Linked DNA regions of Sus scrofa: region 1 is linked to region 2. Evidence: chromatin contacts called from public HiChIP or PLAC-seq data. All regions are on one chromosome and are shown on one strand. Each heading gives the region's core, a stretch centred on a gene start, on an enhancer-like site or on the middle of the called end of the contact. The rest is flanking DNA. Distances are from core to core; before and after follow the strand shown. Region 1 holds the start of BLOC1S4 (biogenesis of lysosome-related organelles complex 1 subunit 4). Region 2 overlaps KIAA0232.

Region 1 (6,183 bases), core at 2,462-4,961, 130 kb before region 2:
TCCTTCGTGTGTGTGTGTGTGTGTGTGTGTGTGTGTGTGTGTGTGTGTTTGTCTTTTCTAGGGCCGCTCCCGTGGCATATGGAGGTTCCCAGGCTAGGGATCAAAGCAGAGCTGTAGCCACCGGCCTACACCACAGCTCACGGCAGCACCGGATCCTTAAACCCGCTGAGCAAGGCCAGGAATCGAACCCACAACCTCATGGCTCCTAGTTGGATTCGTTAACCACTGAGCCACGACGGGAACTCCATTGTCCTTCTAACTTAGATGCAATTTAATTTCTTTTTGAACTCAAAACTTTAAACACTGCTGCTGGCTGAACGCTCTGCACCACGCAAGGGATCCGAGGGTCACATTTTGAGAACCAGTGGATGAGCCAGGAATTCTCAAACGAGTTACATCAGAACCACCAGGAAACGTGGTAAAAGTAGGGGCTCAGGCCCTTGAACAAGCTGGGCCTCCAGCTGATGCCCAAGCCAGCAAAGTTGGAGGAGCACCAAGCTCAGGAGCACCCAAAAGCCTTGTGGCCGTTTCCTCCATGCCCTGCCCAGTGCCTGGCACAGTCAGAGCTTCCTAGACCCTGGTGGCCGTCTGGGTACAAACTTCCCGGGCCTCGCTTCTGAGGTATTGGTATTTGTTTACTCTTCAGTTGGTAGGTGCCAGGGCTGGTTTGCCGGTGCCCCCTGCTGGTGATTTGTGGATCTGCACTGTGGTGGTCCTTGGCCCTTGGTGCTGGCTCACCCACATCACGTGAACGGGGTCTCAGAGACCCCCGCCCGGCCCTCCTAAAGAAGACCCAGGGCCTTGGGGTGCCTTGAGCAGCGGGCAGAGCAGGAAGTCTGTCCCCTCGGCCCTGGTCTCAAGCCCTCTCCGTGCCTTCCTCCCTCTGGCCCTCACGTTCGCCTGTTACTGGGTGAGGCATTTTCCTTGCTGAGGGTTGTGAGGACTGCAGGCTTATGTACAGCAGCTAGCTTGGTGCCAGCGGAGATGGGGGCTTGGCAAATGTAGTGCAATGAATTCGAATAAAATAGCATCCACAGAGCTAGTGGTACACAGGATAGAGGATAGACTGGGGGCATTTCCTAGGAATCTTCTTCATTTTAAGGCACGTTATACAGGAGTTCCCTAGTGCTTAATTTAAGGATCTGACATTGTCATTGCTGTGGTGCGACCTACACCACAGCTCACGGAAATGCCGGATCCAAAGTTACAAAGTTCATTAAACACCAGATCCTTAACCCACTGAGCAAGGCCTGGGATTGAACCTGTAACCTCATGGTTCCTAGTTGGATTTGTTAACCACTGAGCCATGATGGGAACTCCAAAAGCAAGAATGTTTGGAGGAGGCAAAAACTGTAAAAAAGTTATAAAGTTTATTTTATTTTTTTGAAGAATGAAAAATGGTGTATCTTTATTACTTTAATCACATTAACCACAAAGCTGGCTGATCATTTTTCAGTGAATTGCCTTTTCCATTTCTAGTGAGTCACATTCCTTTAAGGCCTACAGAATATTTCACTTTATGCATGTGTCCTAATACCTAACAGTATTCTGGTGGGCCATGTGCATTATTTCCAAACGACTGTGAACATCTTTCTACATAGAGTTATTTTCTCTTCTTCTTTTAGACTTTTTTCTTTAGTGTACCATTTCAGAAGATGAATTGCTGGGCCATTAGTGTGAATTTTTTTTTTGTCTTTTTGCCTTTTCTGGGGCCGCCCCTGCAGCATATGGAGGTTCCCAGGCTAGGGGTCTAATCAGAGCTGCAGCCACCAGCCTACACCAGAGCCACAGCAACTCAGGATCCGAGCTGAGTCTGCAACCTACACCACAGCTCACAGAGACGCCGGATCCAAAGTTACAAAGTTTGTTAAACGCACAGCGAAACATGTGGGAGAACACACAGAGAAGCAGTTTATTTAAGACAGAAGCAAGGCAGTAATACACAGCCAAAGAAGTGTGGGAAGGTGGCAGAGGGGTGATTTAAATCACATATATGGAGCAGTTCTTCTGAGTCTTTGTTTTCCTTTGGCCAATTTTGTTTTTATTTCTCACACCTGATCAGAGCCAGGGCCCTCCTCAATGTGTGCCCATCTTTTAGTCAAAATGGGTTCCAGCGCAAGTGCTTATGGGACGGTTAGCACAAGTTATTATGGCCTAGCATCCCCTTCCTTCCTGACCCCTCATGGTCTTGATGCACATGTGATGTTGGGGTCTCCCTAACCCTGAGCATGGGAAGTATGTGACCTTTCGATGTTTGCCCAAGCAGGAATTAGCTGTTCTCTGGTCTGGCCCTGCCACTACCTTTGCTTAAAAGTGCCCACAGGAGGAGTTCCCATCGTGGCACAGTGTTTGGCGACTCTGACTAGGAACCGTAAGATTTCGGGGTCGATTCTTGGCCTTGCTCAGTGGGTTGGCGATCTGGCGTTGCCGCGAGCTGTGGTGTGGGTTGCAGACGTGGCTCGGATCCCGTGTTGCTGTGGCTCTGGCGTAGGCCAGTGGCTGCAGCTCCAATTAGACCCCTAGCCTGGGAACTCCATGTGCCATGGGAGCAGCCCTAGAAAAGACAAAAAAAAAATGTCCACAGGAGACAAAGTCCATTTATTTACTCTGTTCTGTTGTTATTTTTAAAATTTTTTTATTTTTTGTCTTTTCAGGGCTACACCTTCGGCATATGGAGGTTCCCAGGCTAGGGGTTGAATTGGAGCCGTTGTTGCCAGCCTACTCCACAGCCACAGCAATGCCAGGTCCGAGCCGCATCTGCAACCTACACCACAGCTCAGGGCAGCACCCAGATCCTTAACCGACTGTTTGAGGCCAGGGATCAAATCCGCAACCTCATTGTTCCTAGTCTATCTCAAAGAATAAACAGGAGGCTGGCTGTAAAAGTCTAACCTGGAGCCTACCCACCTTGTGCCTCAGTATTATATTTTGACCTGGTTGGAGGTTACATGGTTGTATGGATATGAACAAAACAATAAATGTGTACTTTTTTTTTTTTAAACTATACCTACTGCATATGGAAGTTCCTGTGCCAGGATCGAATCCAAGCTATGAGAAAGCAACACTGGATTCTTAACGCAGTGCTTGGGCCAGGGATTGAACACCTGCCACTGCAGAGACAAAGCCAAGCCCTTAACCCACTGCACCACAGCGAGAATTCCATCCATGTGTACATTTAAGATTCATTTATTGTATTCGTTATACTTTCATATTTTTAAAAAGGGTTCTGAGAGTTCCCGTTGTGACTCAGTGGGTTAAGGACCTATCCTTGTCTCTGTAAGGATGCAGGTTTGAAAAATAAAATAAAATAAAAATAAAAATAATTAAAAAAAACCAAAAGGATGCAGGTGTGATTCCTAGCCTTGCTCCGTGAGTTAAGTATCCAGTGTTGCCGTAAGTCGCCATGTAGGTCGAAGATGCCGCCCAGATCCGTGTTGCTATGGCTGTCGCACAGGTCCCAGTTGCAGCTCTGATTTGACTGTTAGCGGGGGACCTTCTATATGCAGGCGCAGCATCAAAAATATAAAAAAGGGTTCTGAGCATGAACGTATACGCGGGGCCTGAGTGCTCCGGCCGCTGCAAGCGGAGGTGGCGCGGGCGCGCGCACGTGCCTGCGGCGGGCAAGGGACCAGAAACAAGGGGATTGCGCGGCGCAAAGTGCGCGCGTGGAGGCCGGAAGTGTGGCTGCGTGCCATGCGTGCGCATGCGCGCTGAGACCGGAAGTGGGTGGAAGTCTGGGCGTCGCGCGCCATGGAGGGTGACCCGGTTGGGTGCCTGCGGCCGCTGGAGGTGCCAGCGGCAGAGGAGGCGGATCCCCAGGTAGCTTCTTGGAGCGGGGACAGCGGCAACGTGTCCCAGAGCCACAGCAGCGCCTCTGGGCCGTGGGAGGACGAGGGTCCCGAGCTGGGCGCGCCGGGCCGGGACCTGCCGCTGCTGCGCCGCGCAGCCGCCGGCTACGCCACCTGCTTGCTGCCCAGCGCCGGGGCGCGCCCCGAGGTCGAGGCCTTGGACGCGAGCCTGGAGGATCTGCTCACCAGGGTGGACGAGTTTGTGGGTATGCTCGACATGCTGCGCGGCGACTCCTCCCACGTGGTTAGCGAAGGCGTGCCTCGCATTTACGCTAAGGCCACCGAGATGCGTCGGGTCTACAGCAAGATCGACCGGCTCGAGGCCTTCGTGGGGATGATCGGCGCCAGCGTGGCCAGGATGGAGGAGCATGTCGCCAGGGCGGAGGCCGAGCTGGGGACTTTCCCTAGTACATTCCGGAAACTCCTGCACACAATTAACGTGCCGTCCTTCTTCAACAAGGCGCCCTCCAGCAAATCCCAGCTGACGGGATACGAGCCCCCCGTCGTGTTTCGGACAGAAGACCACTTTCCCTGTTGCAGCGAAAGACCTCAGGTGTGAGTCTGCCGCACAGCGCTGCAAGAGGACGCGGTCTGAAATTATCAATTGAAAGTGCTGTTAATAGACATGCACGATGTTGGAGTTTGGAATTTTCAAGTAATTTTTTGCACACTTCATTTCTCACGTCTTCATCTCACATAGGATATAAGATTTTCTTTTTCTTTTTTCTTTTCTGCCCTGTGGCATGCGTTAGTTCTGGGGTCAGGAGAAGAACCTGTGCCACAGCAGTGGCTTAAACTATAGCAGTGACAACACCAGATCCTTAACCTGCCGAGCCACCAGGGAACTCCAGGATACATGATTTTCTATGTCTTCCAGTTCAGACTTGAAAGCTACTTGGTGTGGGGTTTGTGCGGGTAGGGACCAGGAAGCAAAATAAATGAATTTATGTATGCACTGTGGCAGAACTTATTTATTTTACGGCTCAACTAATAGTAATATCTTTTCAAGATTTGCATACTTGTATACACTTAAGAAAACTGAGCCTTTAAAGCCTTGTTAATTTGATCCCAATAGTGATTCAGTTTTCCATAGCTTACTTTTACTTTATTATTATTATTATTATTGTTATTTGTCTTTTTAGGGTCACACCTGCAGCATATGGAGGTTCCCAGGCTAGGGGTCCAGTCTGAGCTGTAGCCGATGGCCTGCCAGAGCCACAGCAACAGCAGATCTGAGTGGCATCTGCGACCTACACCGCAGCTCACGGCAACGTCGGGATCCTCAACCCACCGAGTAAGGCCAGGGATCAAACCTGAGTCCTCATGGATACTAGTCAGGTTCGTTAATTGCTGAGCCATGATGGGAACTCTTACTTTATTATTATTATTATTATTTTGCTTTTTTTAAGGCCACACCCTTGACATACGGAGGTTCCCAGGCTAGGGGTCTAATCGGAGCTACAGCTGCTGGCCTACACCACAGCCATAACAACACCAGATCCAAGCCACATCTGCAACTTACACCACAGCTCACGGCAACCCCAGATCCTTAACCCACTGAGCAAGGTGAGGGATTGAACCCACAACCTCATGGTTTCTAGTCAGATTCATTTCAGCTGTGTCCCTACTTTTACTTGAGATGGTAAATTATTTAAAATTTTATTAAACTTTCCATATAACAGATTAGAAATTGAAGGAAATTACACAACTTCTGAGAAAATGTATTGATTTATTGCAGCTAACTCTGAAGTTGCAATTCTGATATATATATTTGAAAGTATGACCTCACAATCTTGTCTACAGCAAACATGTCTATATATGACTACCAATGTTTGGTTTATAATTTATATATTAATAAATTTATTTTATTGGAAAAGCATTCCATCTGAAAACAACTTTATACATTTCCCTTTGTCTTTGAAAATAGACATGTTATGCGTATGATGTTAGGACTGAGATAAAGAAAAGTGGCTTGGGGAGTTCTCTGTGGCTCAGAGGGTTAAAGATCCCGCGTTGTCACTGCTGTAGCTCTGTTTCCAGCTATGACACGGGTTCCAGTGCATAGCCCTGGAACTTCCCCACATGCCACTGCTGCTGCCAAAAAAAGAAAAAGAAAAAAAGAAGACGTGGCTTGGGAGTACCTCCTTTAGAAGGCCAGTGGAGGGCGGGCCAGTGTGCAGTGGCTAACACGTCTGACCACAGACCATAGGCGGCTAATGGGAGAACTAACCCTATCTACTATTTCACTATCACAGTATTACATGTTTCTTTCTCCTCAAAATGAACCATTCGGTCATCTGTGTGAATGACTCGCATTGGAATTTTCTTTCACCCG
Region 2 (6,153 bases), core at 1,929-4,428:
TTGTACCGTGAGCTCCCCGAGGACCATGACGAGGTTTTGCAGTTTTAAATTTGCTCATGTAGGTATTGAATAGGGTTTGGTAGTGACACTTTTAGCCTTAAGCTGGCACTTGGGTCCTAGGCTGCCCCCGTGAGCACGATGCTGTATTCCCGGAAGACAGACGCCACGCTGGGCGCTGCGTTAATATTCTCACATCTTATAAGTAAGTACCAGTGAATATACTTGATGAATACATTTACCAAACTGGATCCACAAACCTATAGTTTGGAGACTCTTGAGTTCATGTAAATATTGATGATGTAATTCTTTTGAAACATGGAAGACACAACACTTTGTATGAAAACGAAATTATACAAATACCTGACTTTTTGTACTTTGGCAGTAAACTGATGTGTATTTCTCTTCTCGCCCAGAGCTCGGGTATTGAGACTTTGGTGGAGGAGCTTTGCTCCAGGCTGAAAGACCTTCAGAGCAAGCAAGGTGAGCGCACACCTCCCTCTTCCCAGCGGCTCTTCCCAGGGGCTCCCTGCTGGGAGGTTGGAGTCTGCTAGGAGTTGGGGGGGCGGGGGGGAATCTTAGAAGGGATGGGAAGAGAAGGGCCAGGCCTTTGTATTCCGAGTACCACCAGGCCAGGGTCGCTTCGGCTGCCTGCGAGTGGCTCCTGGGTCGCCCCCGGCCGTCGTTCATCCTGCACAGGCGGAGCCTTGCCCTCGGGGGTGCCTCCACCCGCAGGTGCCCTCCTGGACGGGAGACGTTGCTTTCCGCTCGCCCTCACACTGCAGCACCCTCCTCTTTCCCGTCTCCACCTCCACCACCCCACTCATGTTTGCCGGGTGACCTCAAGGCCCCCCAAAGCGTCCACTAATTGTTTTGGGTTTGGAAGGAACTTTTGCCTTGACTCTTGACGTTTTTGGGTAGACAGACTTGACAAGCTCCTCGAGGCGTTTGTTTTCATTTGCGAACCCCTCCGGCTTCTTTGCCCCTCTTTCTGCAGCCCCTGAGTGTTGCGGGCTGTTGTCCTTGTCCGCTTCGTGGCCGTTTTGCTGCCCACCAGGCCCCGAGCCTTCCTTTTCAAGGCACAGTTGGTCGGTTCCTGATCCGAGGGCAGTCGGGGGCCGCCTCGCTTCTGTTTTAGTGGACGCACGGCCCTCGCTCGCGGAAGGAGCGACGGAGCTCGTGAGAGAACCTTCCTCGCAGCCTCGTGTCAGTCCCGACGGGGCGCCGTGACGCCCGTGCGTGCAGGGTCGTGTGAGAAAATACTTGGGAGACCTGAGCAGGTGCTCTCTCCTCTGGTGCGATGAATACGCACGCACGCGGGGGTTGCGGTCTCTTGACCCCGAGCCTCCTCCGGAGCCCGCCCTCCGCCCTCGGCCCTCCGCCCAGGGTTAATGTGGTTTAGCCAGAGAAGTCCCTCGGGCGCACTCAAGAAATAGATTGTTATTAAAAGGTCGAAGGGGTATGTCGTTCTTTTTAATGACGCCACAGAAGCCTGTGTAACTTCTGATTACATTTATTTGAGGAGCTTTTGAAACATGAGCATTTGTTAACTAGATATGACACATGTTCCTGAATTCTTGTTTCATCACAGAGGAGAAGATTCACAAAAGTTGGAGGGGTCTCCCTCTCCGGAGGCAGAACTGTCCCCTGCAGCCAAGGACCAAGTGGAAATGTACGTAAGCGCATCAGCAAGCCAGGGGTGTTTGCTGAAAGCAGACTGGACGCTGCGGCCTGGTCTGCAGGCGTCGTGTGTCGTCTCCTGTTTAGTTTGATATCCTGTAACCCGGGAAGCATGTACCGAACAGTTTGTGTGTGCTCGACACGGAGAGTTCAGCGGTTACGAGTAAGACGGTTTTATCCTTTGCACGCATATTGAATCAGTGTTTGTGAAGCGAATGAGCGAAACGAGATTGTGATGTACTCTCCGTTCACACACGAGCTTCGGGCTCCACCGCAGTGCCCTGAGACAGTTGTGAGAAATGACACGTGTCCCTGGACGCCAGCTTCCCACCCCTGACGAGGGGGAATGTGGGCAAGTCGTGGACCTTGTCAGATTTGTTTCCTAAAGAGGCTTTTCTGTCTTTTGTCAGTGGTTAATATTTAAAGTGGTTGCCTGTAAGCAGATTTCCCTATTACACATTTTACTTGAATCGTCAGGACTCCTAGGAAGTTCTTTAAGGAAAAAATAACATGCAGTTGGTTGTGCTGGGTGTGCTGCCTAGCATGGTAGCCACAGCCAGCCGGGTGGGGCCGTTTCAGACTGAGCTGTGGTTGTATGTGTCGTCCTCACCAGAGTTCAAAGACTTCAGATAAAAAAGAATGTAGGGCTTCCTGCTGTGGCAGAGAGGGTCCAGGGTCTGGTGTTGCTGTAGCTGTGCCTTAGGTCCCAGCTGTGGCTCAGATTCGATCCCTGGCCTGGGAACTTTCATGCTGTGGATGTGGTTGAAAAAAAAAAGTAAAACATTACATTAATATGTTCAGTGTTGATTACATGTAAAATGATAATGGTTAGGTAAAATATGTTACCGAAACTAATTTCACCTGTTTTCTTCTTACGCTTTTAACGGGACTCCTAGAACTTTAAAAATTGCTTACGGAGCTCACAGTATAGACAAAAGAGGGTCAAGTGTAAGCCTTTTAGCGCTTCATGGGTGACCTTGACGCGCCGTTACAATGACGGCACCCACCTTGGCAGCCCCCCGACTCTGATGTCAGCCTTGCTCTGACATCATCAGTGGTACCGGTTTCCCAGCAAGCTAAAAGCCCTCCTTTCCCGTCTCCACGCTCTCTGCAGCCACCTCCCTGGCGTCTCCGCCCTGTGTTTCCAGCAGTTGCTGGTCTTACGAGGCCCAATGTCGTCGTGTCCTCGCACAGGTTCCCAGGCCTCCCAGTTAGTACTCACCAAACTGCGACATTTTTCTGGACCCTGGCGGCTCAGCTGGAGTCCCTTTTCTCTGATTGTTCTGGGCCTCCCCCTCTTTTCTGAGCACTCGAATTCCATGATCCCTGCCATTTCTAGGGCCTGCTTAACACAAGGCCTTGTGTGAGCCTCCTGAGAACAGATACGACGACAGCAATCACTGAGCTTGCCCTTCTGACTCATTTCACATGTTAGTTCCTTTATTCCTCAGCCCTCTGTGCGGTAGATAGGATTATTACCCCATTTCATGGGCCACAGAGAGGTTAAGGACCACGCCTAAGGCCACCCAGCTCCTGAGCGGTGGTCAGGACTCAGACTCAGAGAGTGTGGCTTCAGAGTTCATGCTGTCGATCCCTTTGCTGTCCGGCTTTTCACCTCTGTCTGTTTCCAGTGCTCAGAACAGCCTGGAGAGGTGAGTCATGAGGAAATGAACTGAGGCATGATAGGGTTAGCTTAAAGTCCCAAACCTAGTAAGTGAGCTGAGGTTCAAATTCAGAAATTTCATATCAAAATATTACACTTTCCACTATGTTATATTTGTTGTTCGTGACTTAGTTAAAATCCAAACTTTAAAGGTAGAAGTTGTCATCATGCAGAGTTCCGTCGTGGCGCAGTGGTTAACGAATGCGACTAGGAACCATGAGGTTGCGGGTTCGATCCCTGGCCTTGCTCAGTGGGTTAACGATCCGGCGTTGCCGTGAGCTGTGGTGTAGGTCGCAGACGCGGCTCGGATCCCACGTGGCTGTGGCTGTGGTGTAGGCTGGCAACTACAGCTCCGATTCGACCCCCAGCCTGGGAACCTCCGTATGCCGCGGGAGTGGCCCTAGAAAGGGCAGAAAGACCAAAAAAAAAAAGTTGTCATCTTGCATGTTTTGTAAATATTCTTATAGTGCTTCTCTCAGTGTTGAACACAGAGGTGCTTGATCCATAGAGCTAAATATAAAGCGTATGTTTGGTTTTTTGTTGTTGTTTTGGTTTGTTTGTTTGTTTGTTTTTTGTTTTTTGCTTTTCAGGGCTGTGCTCATGACATATGGAGGTTCCCAGGCTAGGGGTCCAATAGGAGATATTGCCGCCGGCCTACACCACAGCACAGCAACGCCAGATCTGAGCCGCATCTGCAGCCCACACCACAGCTCACAGCAGCTCAGGATCCTTAACCCACTGAGCGAGGCCAGGGATCAGTCACGCAACTTCATGGTTCCTACTCGGATTTGTTTCCACTGCGCCGGGTCGGGAACGCCTCTACTATCATATTAATTTTCTTAAAGTGAGTGATTCACGGGTGATAGAAGCATCGTATTGAAATGAAATGTCCCACTTCTCCAGCTGGCGAGGTTCTGTTGTATCCGATGCCGTCTGAGTGCCCACTTTTGGGTTCTCTTTGTTTCAGGTACTATGAAGCGTTCCCGCCGCTTTCGGAGAAGCCCGTCTGCCTGCAGGAGATCATGACGGTGTGGAACAAGTCTGCAGTCTGTTCTTACTCCAGCTCCTCCTCATCGTCCACAGCGCCCCCCGCCAGCACAGACACGTCCTCCCCCAAGGACTGCCCCAGCGAAGGCGAGGTCACCAAGGAGAGAAGCAGCGAAGTCCCCAGCAGCGCGCACGAGAAAACCCAGAGCAGAGGGCCGAACGAGAAGGAGAACAGGGTGAGAAACGGCCCCGGCGAAGACAAGCCCGCTCTGTACAAAAAGCAGATCCGACAGAAGCCCGAAGGGAAGCTGCGCCCTCGCTCCTGGTCTTCCGGCTCTAGCGAGGCAGGCTCGAGTTCCAGCGGGAATCAGGGAGAGGCAAAATCGTCCATGAAGTGTGTGAAAGTGAGACACAAGCACGAGAAATCCGAAACAAAAAGGGACGGAGCGGGCACAGCAGGCTCTCCTTGAAGCACGGCGACAAGGCGGACAGAAACGTGCACGCCGGCGGCGGCGGGGCCATCAAGCAGCTGTGCAAGCGGGGTAAGCGCCCGCTGAAGGAGCTGGGGAGGAAGGAGCCCGGCAGCACGGAAGCCAGGGACCTGCCCGCGGAGAGCAGAAACGACCGCGAGTATAAAGAGGAGCCGCTGTGGTACACGGAACCCATCGCCGAGTATTTCGTTCCTCTGAGCAGAAAAAGCAAACTGGAGACCACATACCGAAACAGACAAGACACGAGTGATCTGGCCTCAGAGGCAGTGGAAGAATTGTCGGAGTCAGTGCATGGTCTTTGCATCAGCAACAATAATATTCATAAAACATACCTCGCAGCAGGTACTTTCATTGATGGTCATTTTGTAGAAATGCCTGCAGTTATCAATGAGGACATTGACCTCACGGGGACCTCATTCTGTTCTCTTCCGGAGGACAGCGGATACCTGGATGATATTCATCTCTCGGAATTAACACACTTCTATGAAGTGGATATTGATCAATCCATGTTGGATCCTGGTGCCTCAGAAACAATGCAAGGAGAAAGTCGGATCTTGAACATGATTCGGCAAAAAAGCAAAGAGAAAGCAGATTTTGAGGCAGAATGTTGCATAGTGTTAGATGGAATGGAGTTGCAAGGGGAACGTGCAATATGGACGGATTCTACCAGCTCTGTGGGTGCCGAGGGCTTGTTCCTGCAAGACCTGGGCAGCCTGGCTCAGTTTTGGGAGTGCTGCTCATCCAGCTCTGGCGATGCCGACGGAGAGAGTGTCGGAGGAGATTCTCCAGTTAGGCTCTCCCCGACCTTAGACAGCACAGCGCTCCACCCGCATTTGCTTGCTGGCAATCAGGAGCTCTTTTCAGATATTAATGAAGGATCTGGTATAAACTCTTGTTTTTCAGTGTTTGAAGTGCAATGCAGTAATTCTGTTTTACCATTTTCTTTTGAAACACTCAACTTGGGAAATGAAAATACAGATTCTAGTGCTAACATGCTTGGGAAAACACAGTCTAGATTGCTAATATGGACCAAAAATAGTGCCTTTGAAGAAAACGAACACTGTTCCAATCTTTCAACAAGAACTTGTAGTCCCTGGTCCCATTCGGAAGAGACCCGTTCAGACAATGAGACCTTAAACATTCAGTTTGAAGAATCCACGCAGTTTAATGCAGAAGATATTAATTACGTAGTTCCTAGAGTCTCGTCAAATTATGTAGATGAAGAACTTCTAGACTTTTTGCAAGACGAGACTTGTCAGCAAAACAGTAGAACTTTAGGAGAAATCCCGACCTTAGTTTTCCAAAAAAAATCTAAACTAGAATCTGTCTGTGGTA

The links. HiChIP or PLAC-seq counts read pairs in DNA pulled down with a chosen protein or histone mark.
Region 1: an H3K27ac HiChIP or PLAC-seq map of alveolar macrophages shows a contact between it and region 2. The contact joins the promoter of BLOC1S4 here to the enhancer-like site in region 2. A contact is called at or near these places in 1 of 5 promoter capture datasets (liver), 6 of 47 Hi-C or Micro-C datasets (alveolar macrophages, epiblast stem cells, liver and 3 more) and 2 of 2 datasets of contacts at active chromatin or transcription factors (alveolar macrophages and skeletal muscle).

The regions. Positions count from the first base shown.
Region 1 is chr8:4,093,318-4,099,500 of Sscrofa11.1, reverse strand. It overlaps BLOC1S4 (biogenesis of lysosome-related organelles complex 1 subunit 4), which reads left to right and starts at 3,711. Exons shown (of 1, transcript XM_003356845.4): 1 at 3,711-5,882. The coding sequence starts at 3,751. The coding sequence ends at 4,407.
Region 2 is chr8:3,960,101-3,966,253 of Sscrofa11.1, reverse strand. It overlaps KIAA0232, which reads left to right. Exons shown (of 13, transcript XM_021100968.1): 5 at 414-480; 6 at 1,589-1,600; 7 at 1,603-1,669; 8 at 4,308-4,741; 9 at 4,744-6,153. Among named protein-coding and RNA genes, the nearest start is that of TBC1D14, 44 kb to the right of the region's middle. Within about 2 kb of position 3,178, at least 2 of the 83 cell types and tissues checked have an H3K27ac peak or open chromatin away from gene starts, as enhancers often do. A contact at or near this core is called in alveolar macrophages, where this site is marked.